Regions from separate parts of the Gossypium hirsutum genome. Here region 1 is linked to region 2. Evidence: chromatin contacts called from public Hi-C data. All regions are on one chromosome and are shown on one strand. Each heading gives the region's core, a stretch centred on a gene start, on an enhancer-like site or on the middle of the called end of the contact. The rest is flanking DNA. Distances are from core to core; before and after follow the strand shown.

Evidence for each region. A called contact is a pair of places that touch in the nucleus more often than the background predicts.
Region 1: a Hi-C map of leaf shows a contact between it and region 2, with 2.3 times the contacts expected there. The contact joins the promoter of LOC107915274 here to the promoter of LOC107915210 in region 2. A contact is called at or near these places in 6 of 34 Hi-C or Micro-C datasets (callus, hypocotyl, leaf and 1 more).

Annotation. Positions count from the first base shown.
Region 1 is chrD08:9,214,394-9,218,716 of Gossypium_hirsutum_v2.1, reverse strand. LOC107915274 (protein LONGIFOLIA 1) reads left to right here and starts at 1,686. Exons shown (of 4, transcript XM_016844445.2): 1 at 1,686-2,034; 2 at 2,121-3,411; 3 at 3,481-3,673. The coding sequence starts at 1,928.
Region 2 is chrD08:9,073,112-9,078,050 of Gossypium_hirsutum_v2.1, reverse strand. It overlaps LOC107915210 (transcription factor UNE12), which reads left to right and starts at 3,347. Exons shown (of 6, transcript XM_016844378.2): 1 at 3,347-3,973. The coding sequence starts at 3,620.

The sequences.
Region 1 (4,323 bases), core at 437-2,936, 140 kb before region 2:
AAATGACAAAATTAATATTTAATATAATATTTGGTATTTAAACTTGATATTTTTTTCCAATTTCGTATTTAACGTTTTCTCACATTTCCGAGATTGAGATTATTATTAATTTAGACCAACATACATGGTCACATATTCTACCACAAGCAAAGAAAAGCGTCAATTCATTCACTTATGTATCTTTCTCCTTTGAGTAATATCTTTTTATTTTTCTTATATAAATATACCACTTATAAAACCTAAAGAAATATTTCAGAGGTCACCTAATTCAAGTTCTTATGCACCCAGATGATTTGTATAATTAATTCTAAATACTATATTAATATCTCTCCCTTCAATTTTGTAGGTCGTATTTTTGTATCACTATCAAAGGAGGTGCCTCTCTCCCCAAACCGTTTATAGCTCTTGACGGAAGTGGGGGATAAAATCTCTACATAAGACCAAAACCTTTCATTATTGAAAATTCAATCGATTACGAAATAGATGACATTTTAAAAATTTCTTTATTAAACTTTATTTAAAGAAAAAACACGTAAGGTAGTAATAAAATTTCATGAAAATCAACTAGTTGTTGATTGAGGCATTAATGATTTCGTTACTGTTAAAACTCAAATTCGATAAGTTATAATCTTAAGTTTAAAGTAAGTTCTTAAATTTTCTTCTTTAAAAAAAACAAAGAAAAGGAATCTTTAAGTGGCATAAAATAAAGGGCAAGTGCAACAACCAATGGAGGAAACAGATTCCTTAACGCCCTTCATTTTCAAAGGTGGCAGCTGGCCATCCACTTTGATTCCTTTTGGAACTGTAGTGACTGTATCCATCCTCTAACAAGGTGCAACCAATCAGTTCATGCGTTCGCCACGTGCCAGGTCATCAAAGTCCATATACCTCAACTGCAAATTGCCAACTTCTTGCACGTCTAGTAGTGCTGCAGCCACTTATACTGGAAGTTTTGGATCAGCTCGGCCACCCATTGTGGCAAGCCGGCTGGCGGTGGCTAGTGGCTAGTGGCGAATGTTTTATTCTTTAATCTTTATTTATTTTTGGTCTACTCAAGGTTATGCTTGGATTCTGAAAACTGGAAAACTGGACATTTATTTATTTTTGGTTTCCCACTACTCACGGACTGCACTTTTAATTTTTAACAAATATAGCACATAAATATTTTTTTTATCTACATTGTAAGTTAAATGTGCACATTACAGGTGTCATTACAATGTACGTTCTCGTGATTCACGTTAATGGCTTCCATATTCATCTTGCTTTTAAATGATTCATATGCACCTTCAAAGGGAAATAATGATTTTATGGTTATTAACGTTTTTAAATCGTATAATCGACATAAAATGGAGGCAATGAAGGGGGTGGTCAGTCGTTCAAAGGCACGAAAAATAAGGGAGCAAATGTTAGGAGAAAGCATTGGCCAAGCTGCGGGTTCCAGTGTCAGTGCCAACAAACTTTTTATATTTTTGTTTTCTTGGTTTATAAGTTTTAGATTAAATAGTTTGTACTTTCAAAAACAAAGATTTAAATATTTATATTTTCTTATCATACACCCATTTAATATTGTATTTTATTTGAAAAATAAAAATTTTACGTCATCGAATTTATAGTAAAGGTCAAGTTGCGTACAAGTGACGAGAGAAGCCATGTGTCCCCACACCACTGCTCTTTTTGTTCCTTAACGTGGTCCACCCTTTTAAAGACCATAAAAGCGGGAGAATGAAGTACGAATATAAAGGCTGCACTGTTGTGTTGCGGTTAAACTCAGCCACAGAGTGACAGCAAGAAACTTGCAAAAGATGAAGAGAGAAATGGAATCATAGTAATTCAAAGAGGTATTATTGTTGAGTTCCAACGGAGATTTTTTTATTTTTTTGAATGATGGCGGGGATAGTGCAAGAGCAAAATATTGAGAAGAAAATAGATGAGAAACAAAAGGGTTGCATGGCTGGTTTTTTTCAGATCTTTGATTGTCACCACATTCTTGCCGGCAAACGCCTTCACACTGTTAAGCGCCTCCCTTCCACGACGGTTGGTTTCCTTTTTTTCCCCCTATTTATGATGTGCATGTGGACTTCTACTGAAATGTAATCTTACGGTTTTTTTTCTCAGTCCAGAGAAATGACATCGGAGCAAGAGAAGAACGTTGAGTCACCACTAGCAATATCTAAAATAATAGAGAAGCTGCCGTCACCGGAACCTTCCATTGCGATGGGGAGCCAGAACAAGTCACCTCGCGGCCGTCCAATTTTCGAATTCAACGAAGACGGCGCAAGTTCGCCATGGAAATTCTCCAAAGAAGCTCCAAGGCTTTCTCTAGATAGCAGAGCCGTGGTCAATGCAACTGGAAGCCTTAAGCCACGAGAGATCCGTACGAATACCGCCATTCTACCTTCCAACCAATGCGAAAGCAATAGAGAAGAAGACGGAGTGGATGGTATCGACAAACAACGACGTTCACCTAGCGTAGTCGCAAGGCTCATGGGACTTGAGGCGCCGTTACCGGATTCAGATCCCGAACCGAATAAAAGAGCGGAGCTCCGAAGATCCGCGTCGGAAGCAAGAGGCAGAGATCTATTTCAGTATCGTTTTATAGATAGAATTAATATCCATTTAAATGGGGGGATTTCGAGCAATGTGGTAACTAAAAATGGTGCCGAGCTAGATGAAGTAATAAGAAATGGAACTGAAGGCTCAAGCACTGTGAGACGTGAACCAGTTAAAACTCCGGTTCGAGGAACGGTTCAAACTAAACGTTTTTACAATTCAGTTGATTTCTTTCCAAAGACAAAGCAAACAGTTTCCATCAATGGAGAGATTGAGAAAGAGCTTAAGCTCCGAGGAATTGACGAGCCGTCGAAAGATCTCGAGAATCTTAAGCGAATCCTCGAAGCTTTGCAACTTAAAGGCCTTTTACATACTACGAAACCTCCAAACCAAAGGAATAAAAGGAGCTTTGTTTATGAACAATCTCCAATTGTTGTTATTAGACCGGAAAGATCATCACCAATCAGGAGAAGCAGCAACGATTCACCTCCTCCGGCTTACAGATCAAAAAATGGAGCTCGCCGGAACTCGAAACTGGAGCCGCCGCCGCCGAGTCCAAGACGTGATCGACCGGATGCTGGAAGGAACTTACGGAACCAAAGCAGAATAAGTGGCATCAGGAGTCCAAGCAGAAGGCCTTTGAGGATTGAAACGCAGAGAGGGAATGGCAATGTTGAACAGAGAAGAATGTCTCCGGTTCAGTCTGCTAGAGTTAATGTGAGAAGAACCGAACTAGATCAGGCGAATAGATCAGCGGGAAACAGAAAATCAACGGCTGAGAAAGTATTTATCCCAGCGGAGGATGAAACATCAACTGTTTCTGAAAGTAGCTCCAGCTCATCTTCTCAAACTGATGCTGAGGTAAAATTGCTCAATTATTTAACTAAATGGTTAGTTAATCACCTTAATTTATTTGAATGGCATGCACAGAAATTGAAGGTGGAGGAATATAAGGAAGGGAGAAGCTTATTGGAAAGGTGTGATAAGTTGCTTCACAGCATAGCAAAGATGAACGCAGCTCAAACTGAGTTGCAGCCGAGTCCTGTTTCGGTACTCGACGCGTCCTTTTACAAAGATGATTCGTCTACTTCCCCTGTGATGAAACGAAGAATGGATTTCAAAGGTAAGAGAACAAATCTTCGAGTATTCGTAAATCTCTTTATCTACGTGTAGATTTCATATAGTTTCATTAATTTGGTAGACCACATTAAAAGCAAATAATTTTAGAATAACCAAAAAGAAAGAAGAAGAATGGAGATGTCGCAAATGGGAAAGTAATTGAAACATCCTCCCTTTTTTACTGCAAACCAAAGTTACCTGAGTGAGAAAAAGAATATACTTACCGCTGTAAAACTTTGCCTGACAAGTGGGTTAGAGCATCCCATTAATGCTAGTCTTGGAAAGTGGTGGAAATGTCCCCACCTCTGTTAATTTTGTTTGAAGTTAAAAGACTACAGTCCATATTGGAAAGAGAGTGAAGGCAACGACATATTTGGTCCTCTTTTTCCTTCATACATTCATTTAATCATCTGTTTTCTGTCAGTGTATTAGCCCTTTGTTACTGTCGTAATCCCTACCCTTATTGACTTTATTTGGCCCCCATTTTATTTTGATTTATATACTTTTTTAAATAGTAAAAGTTTTCGAAAAATAAAAATATTAATTTTTTGAGATTAACTTAATTAAATACTCTTTCTTCTCCATTCAACTTATCACATGGTAAAATATTTTTACTTTAACCTTTTATTCTTTAAAAAAATATTATGCATAAAA
Region 2 (4,939 bases), core at 2,098-4,597:
TATTGGTAAAGTTTTAGAAATTCTTGTATAACCTTATAAATTTCGATAAATTATTAGAAGTTTTGGTAACTACTTAGAAGTTTTGGTAAATATATTAAAATCTGGTATTTCGATAAATTTTTAGGAAATTTGGTAACTACTTAGAAATTTCTATAAATCCTTTTGGTATTATCGCCTTAGAAAATTTGAATATATACAAAAATTAGTTTTCAATCCTAAATAACATTTAATAAGATTAAATATATTGTGTTTATTTATTATTTATTAGTTTTCATGTCATCTTGTTTTAATGGTGTTAAGAAAATGGATCTAAATATGTGATATAATTCAAATTCGATTATCTGTACCAATTTGAAAATTGAAATAAAATTCAGATACTAAAATATATAATTTCTCTTTATTTTTTTTCTTTCCCGTTAACATTTAAAGGGAGCTCATGGAAAGCTGTTTGTAAGGAGTAAGGAGCGCTCCCTAGAACCCCGTGTTTCCTCCCACAAAGTATATATTCTATATTTTTATACTTGGTATAGAAGTGATTGTGTTAAATGGTTCGAAATTCAAATAGGATTAGACATGTCATGTTTTTTTTATTTTCTCAAATCAAAAAATAATTTTCTTTAATCTAAACAAATTAACATTAATATAAAAAATTTGAATGAGATTGTAAATAGAGTTGACCATGGGTTAGGTCAGATCCAATTTGGCTCGAGCTAAATATGATATTAACGCATTTTATATTTATCCAACTCTGATTTAACCTAAAATTTTTTCTAAGCATGTCCAAATTATTTTTTATTTTTATTTTGAAAAATATGTATATTATTTTTAATTTAACATTTAATAAATTTATATATGCTTCATTCATTAAAATTTTATAGATTGTCATTTAACATTTTTAATGTCTACATTATAATATTATATATTACTATAGATTTAATTTTTGTGTATTATAAATTACATAAAAATAACATAATATTAATATATTTTAAACTTAGAAACGAGTCAGCTCGGGTTCAAGTGTCTAACTCATATTTTATATGGGCATACTTTATTTTTTTTAAACTCATTTTTAAGTCTAATATTTTTATCTAAACTCTCAAATTTTAGTATAACTTTCGAACTTAGACACATAATTTAACTCCTGAATAAATTTAAATATAAATTAATGATAAAATTAAATGTTAAAACTAGAATTTTGAAATCTCAAATTCATATAATGCTCTTGTTTAGATTTTATTGGCAGCGACAGCTGTCCTTGTTTTTGTCATTTCAAGGTATGGTTTATTTTCAGTTTTGGTGGTTCTATTATGTTAAAATTTAAAATTTAGTCCTTACACTTTAATTTAATTTAGTTTGATCGCTTCACTTTTATAATGTCATTAATTTGCTAGCCCGAATAATTTTACTCTTTATAAGGTAATGGTCGACTTTCAGTTTTGTGCCTCTATCATGTTTAAATTTGAGATTTAGTCCTTATATTTTAATCTGACATAATTTAATTATCTTACTTTTATAATATCATTTGTCAGTTCAAATAGTTAATATCAGTAACTACTTCAGTTAGAATGCTAAAGTGAATTTCACTTAAAATACCATTCCAACACAAAAATTATATATTTCAACATGATGAGTTAGAATTTGTGATTTTAAGGAAAAAAAAATCTATGAAGCATTTTAATCGCAATAGTTAATTATTTGTACTAACTAATGATATTATAAAAATAGAGCGATAAAGTTTTGTCAACTTAAAATATAGTGACTGAATCCCAAATTTAGCAAGAGCAAAGAGACCGTAATGTAAATTTATTTATATTGAGAGATTATATATTTTTCTTTATACAAATGTATATAGAGTCATGATAAGTTCAATATTCAAATATTTGATTCATAATTTATATGAATCAAAGAATGATTACCCAAATTTATTTGGACTAAATCAAACATTTTAGATATTTAAATTCATTAGTAAAATATGATTTACTCATACAAAAAGGAATTTGATATTCTAATTGAGTATCATTTTATATATTTAAATTTATTGTTTAAACTTAAATTTTTATTTTCAAAAATTATAATATTTTCAAGAATTTAATTAATGATTTTTTTAGTTCTATAAGTGTAAGCAAAGTGTAATAACAATATTATTATTAAATATAACATTTATTTTTATTTTTTATTTATATATAAAATTTTGTTGAGAATTTGATAATGGTAATAAAAAATGAATAAATGAAATTTATTAAATCATTTAAAACTGATTATGGTTTAAAAATTAAGTTAGTTAAATTGAAATTCTTTTATAATTTTAATAATAATAATAATTATACAAATTTAATGATTAATATTCTTATTAGTGTTTATAATATTTTTTGCTTTAATTTTTTTTAGTTTCTAGAATAATATCTTAAAGGGAATGATTTTTTATGATATTTAATATGTTAGAAGCTGATCTAGGATCCAAGAAATAAGTAGATATTATTTTATTGATTATTTCAATTATTATTTTTAAATGATGTATTTAAAAATATTTATATGCAAAGTAATTTAAGAGTTTAATTTATTAATTGTTTTTAGCTAGAAAAAAAAGGCAAAGATTTGGGTTTATATAGAAATAAAAATTAACTGTTTTTTTTATGGCCGTTGAAAATTCGATCGTTGGAGAATTTGACCATAGGATGAAAACGCGTGATATGTTTTCTCTTCTCTCTTCAAAACCACTCTATTCCAATAAATATACTACAAATCGATTGTTGAATTAATTTTTAAAACCACCAATTTTATCTAATTTTAAATCCCATGATGGATACTATTTAAATTTAAAAAAAAACTACATCCTTTTTTGGTGATACAATAAATAGTTCTACATTGGATAAAATTGTGCTAATAGATAAATAAACTAAAATTAAATTTCTTTTTATTTTTTCAAGAATTTCGTTCATAAAATTGTTTTAATTTTTAATATTTTATTTATATTAATTTATTATTAGTATTTAAAATATAAAATATTTTAAAGACATTTTTTTATTTTAAAATCTTAGAATGATAAAAAATTCAAAATTCAAAATTCAAAATTCAAACAAGACATTATGATGATGTTATGTAGGATAAGTTTGGATGAACGATGCGTTTACCTGTATTTAATATAAAAATAGTAATGATAGTGAAATTAAATACTATAACAATACTGTAGCGTGGGAAAAAAAATAAGCTAAATATGTCACACCTCTATTCAATCTCAGTTAAAGCATTTGATTTACCAGAGAGAGAAAAAAGGGTTGCCACGTAATTTGGGTGAAACTCGAAGCCCTATTACAAAAAGCGTTATGCTTTTAACCACGATTCAAAGAGAGGAAAAGAAAAATAATATAAAAGCACTCTCCTTTTTACTTCCCTCTTTTTCTTTGTATATATTTGTCTTTTTCTGATTCTCTCCCAGAGCTGAAGAAAAAAAAGGAAGAGGAAAGCCAAAACTCCAAACTTTCTATTTTGCTTTTATATTATATTTTTTTTTGGTTCAATTCAGTTTCGCCATTTCCTTTGCATGTAGATGCTCTTTGGTTAGTCTCTAACGCCGCTACTTGGACTCACTTTCCGCTGCTATCTTTTTTTCGGCTTTCTCATGGCTAATAACACCAACGAGGCCCCCGCCGCCGATGATTTCCTCGAGCAAATCCTCGGCCTCCCTAACTTTGCGCCCTCTGAAACGGGCTTAGCTGGATCCGACGCTGGATTGGCTGCAACCGCTCCTGGAGCTGGAGCTCCAATGTTTTTGCAGCTCAGCTCCGGTGATGGCGCCGCTCATATCGGCGGAATCGGCGGCGGTGGAGGCGGTGCGTTTCATGGGCAGGTTTTCCCCTTGGGCTTGAGCTTGGAGCAAGGGAAAGGCGGGTTTTTGAAACCCGAGGAAGCTTCCGGTAGTGGGAAGCGGTTTCGGAACGGGGTCGTTGATGACCGGGCTTCTTCTGTAAAAAATGTAAGAAAAATAGTACTTTATCACTTAAAAAATTCTTTTTCCCTCTAAAAGTTTTTTCCCCTTTTTTATATATGAATTTCCTTTCAGGAGCTTGACTTAGAAGCTAGGTTTTATGGTGCTGATAACTAAATATAATTATCTTTAATAATTGTCAATTTTCTCCTCTGTAAATGGAGTATGTTCATTTGTCCTTTTTGGATTATTTTAAGTTTTAGATTGTCAAACTTGGGGTGACAGCATATTTGTCTGTTTGATCTTTTATCATGTTACTATCCCATGCCTGTTTCTGTCTGATAGCAGAGAAGACAAGGGAAGACATGACAGGGTTTGGTGGGAGTTACTATTGTGGGATGCCAAGTTTTGATATTTGACAAAGGATACAGTACATCAATGTCTTAGAGTTGCTTAAGTCATAAACTAACTGGCAGAGTAAGATTATTCAATCATTGAAGACCATTCAACTGCTGATTTGCTGTAAACCTGAATCCAAAATTAAACAAGAGTTGTGCTTCACAAGTTAATTTTTTTTTTCAAGAATTAAAGGGCATGTATTTGGAACTTGAAAGCTAGGGTCATAGTAGTGAAATAAAAATCTTCTGTAAAATTACTAGTAGTTGATTCCTTGATTTGTAGTTAAGTAAACCGGTCTTTGTTTAATGGCCCCATCTACCAGGAGAAACTGGTTTAATGTCTAGTAGGTTTCATGTTCATAGCTTCCAAAAATTGTCAACATCATATGAGTCAAGTTATTGGTGGAAGATGTCAAATTTCAGAACATTCTCTTGGTATTATCATAAAATATGTATGAAAGTTAAAATTATGACAGAAGAAAGATGGATCTGTGTTCTCATTTGTTGATTTACTATAGTTTTTAAAGTATCACTGTCTCAGCCGTGGTCAAGACATTCTATCAACTTGAGTAATTGCTTTTGTATTTGGTTATTTATGCCGTCAGGTTATTCAACA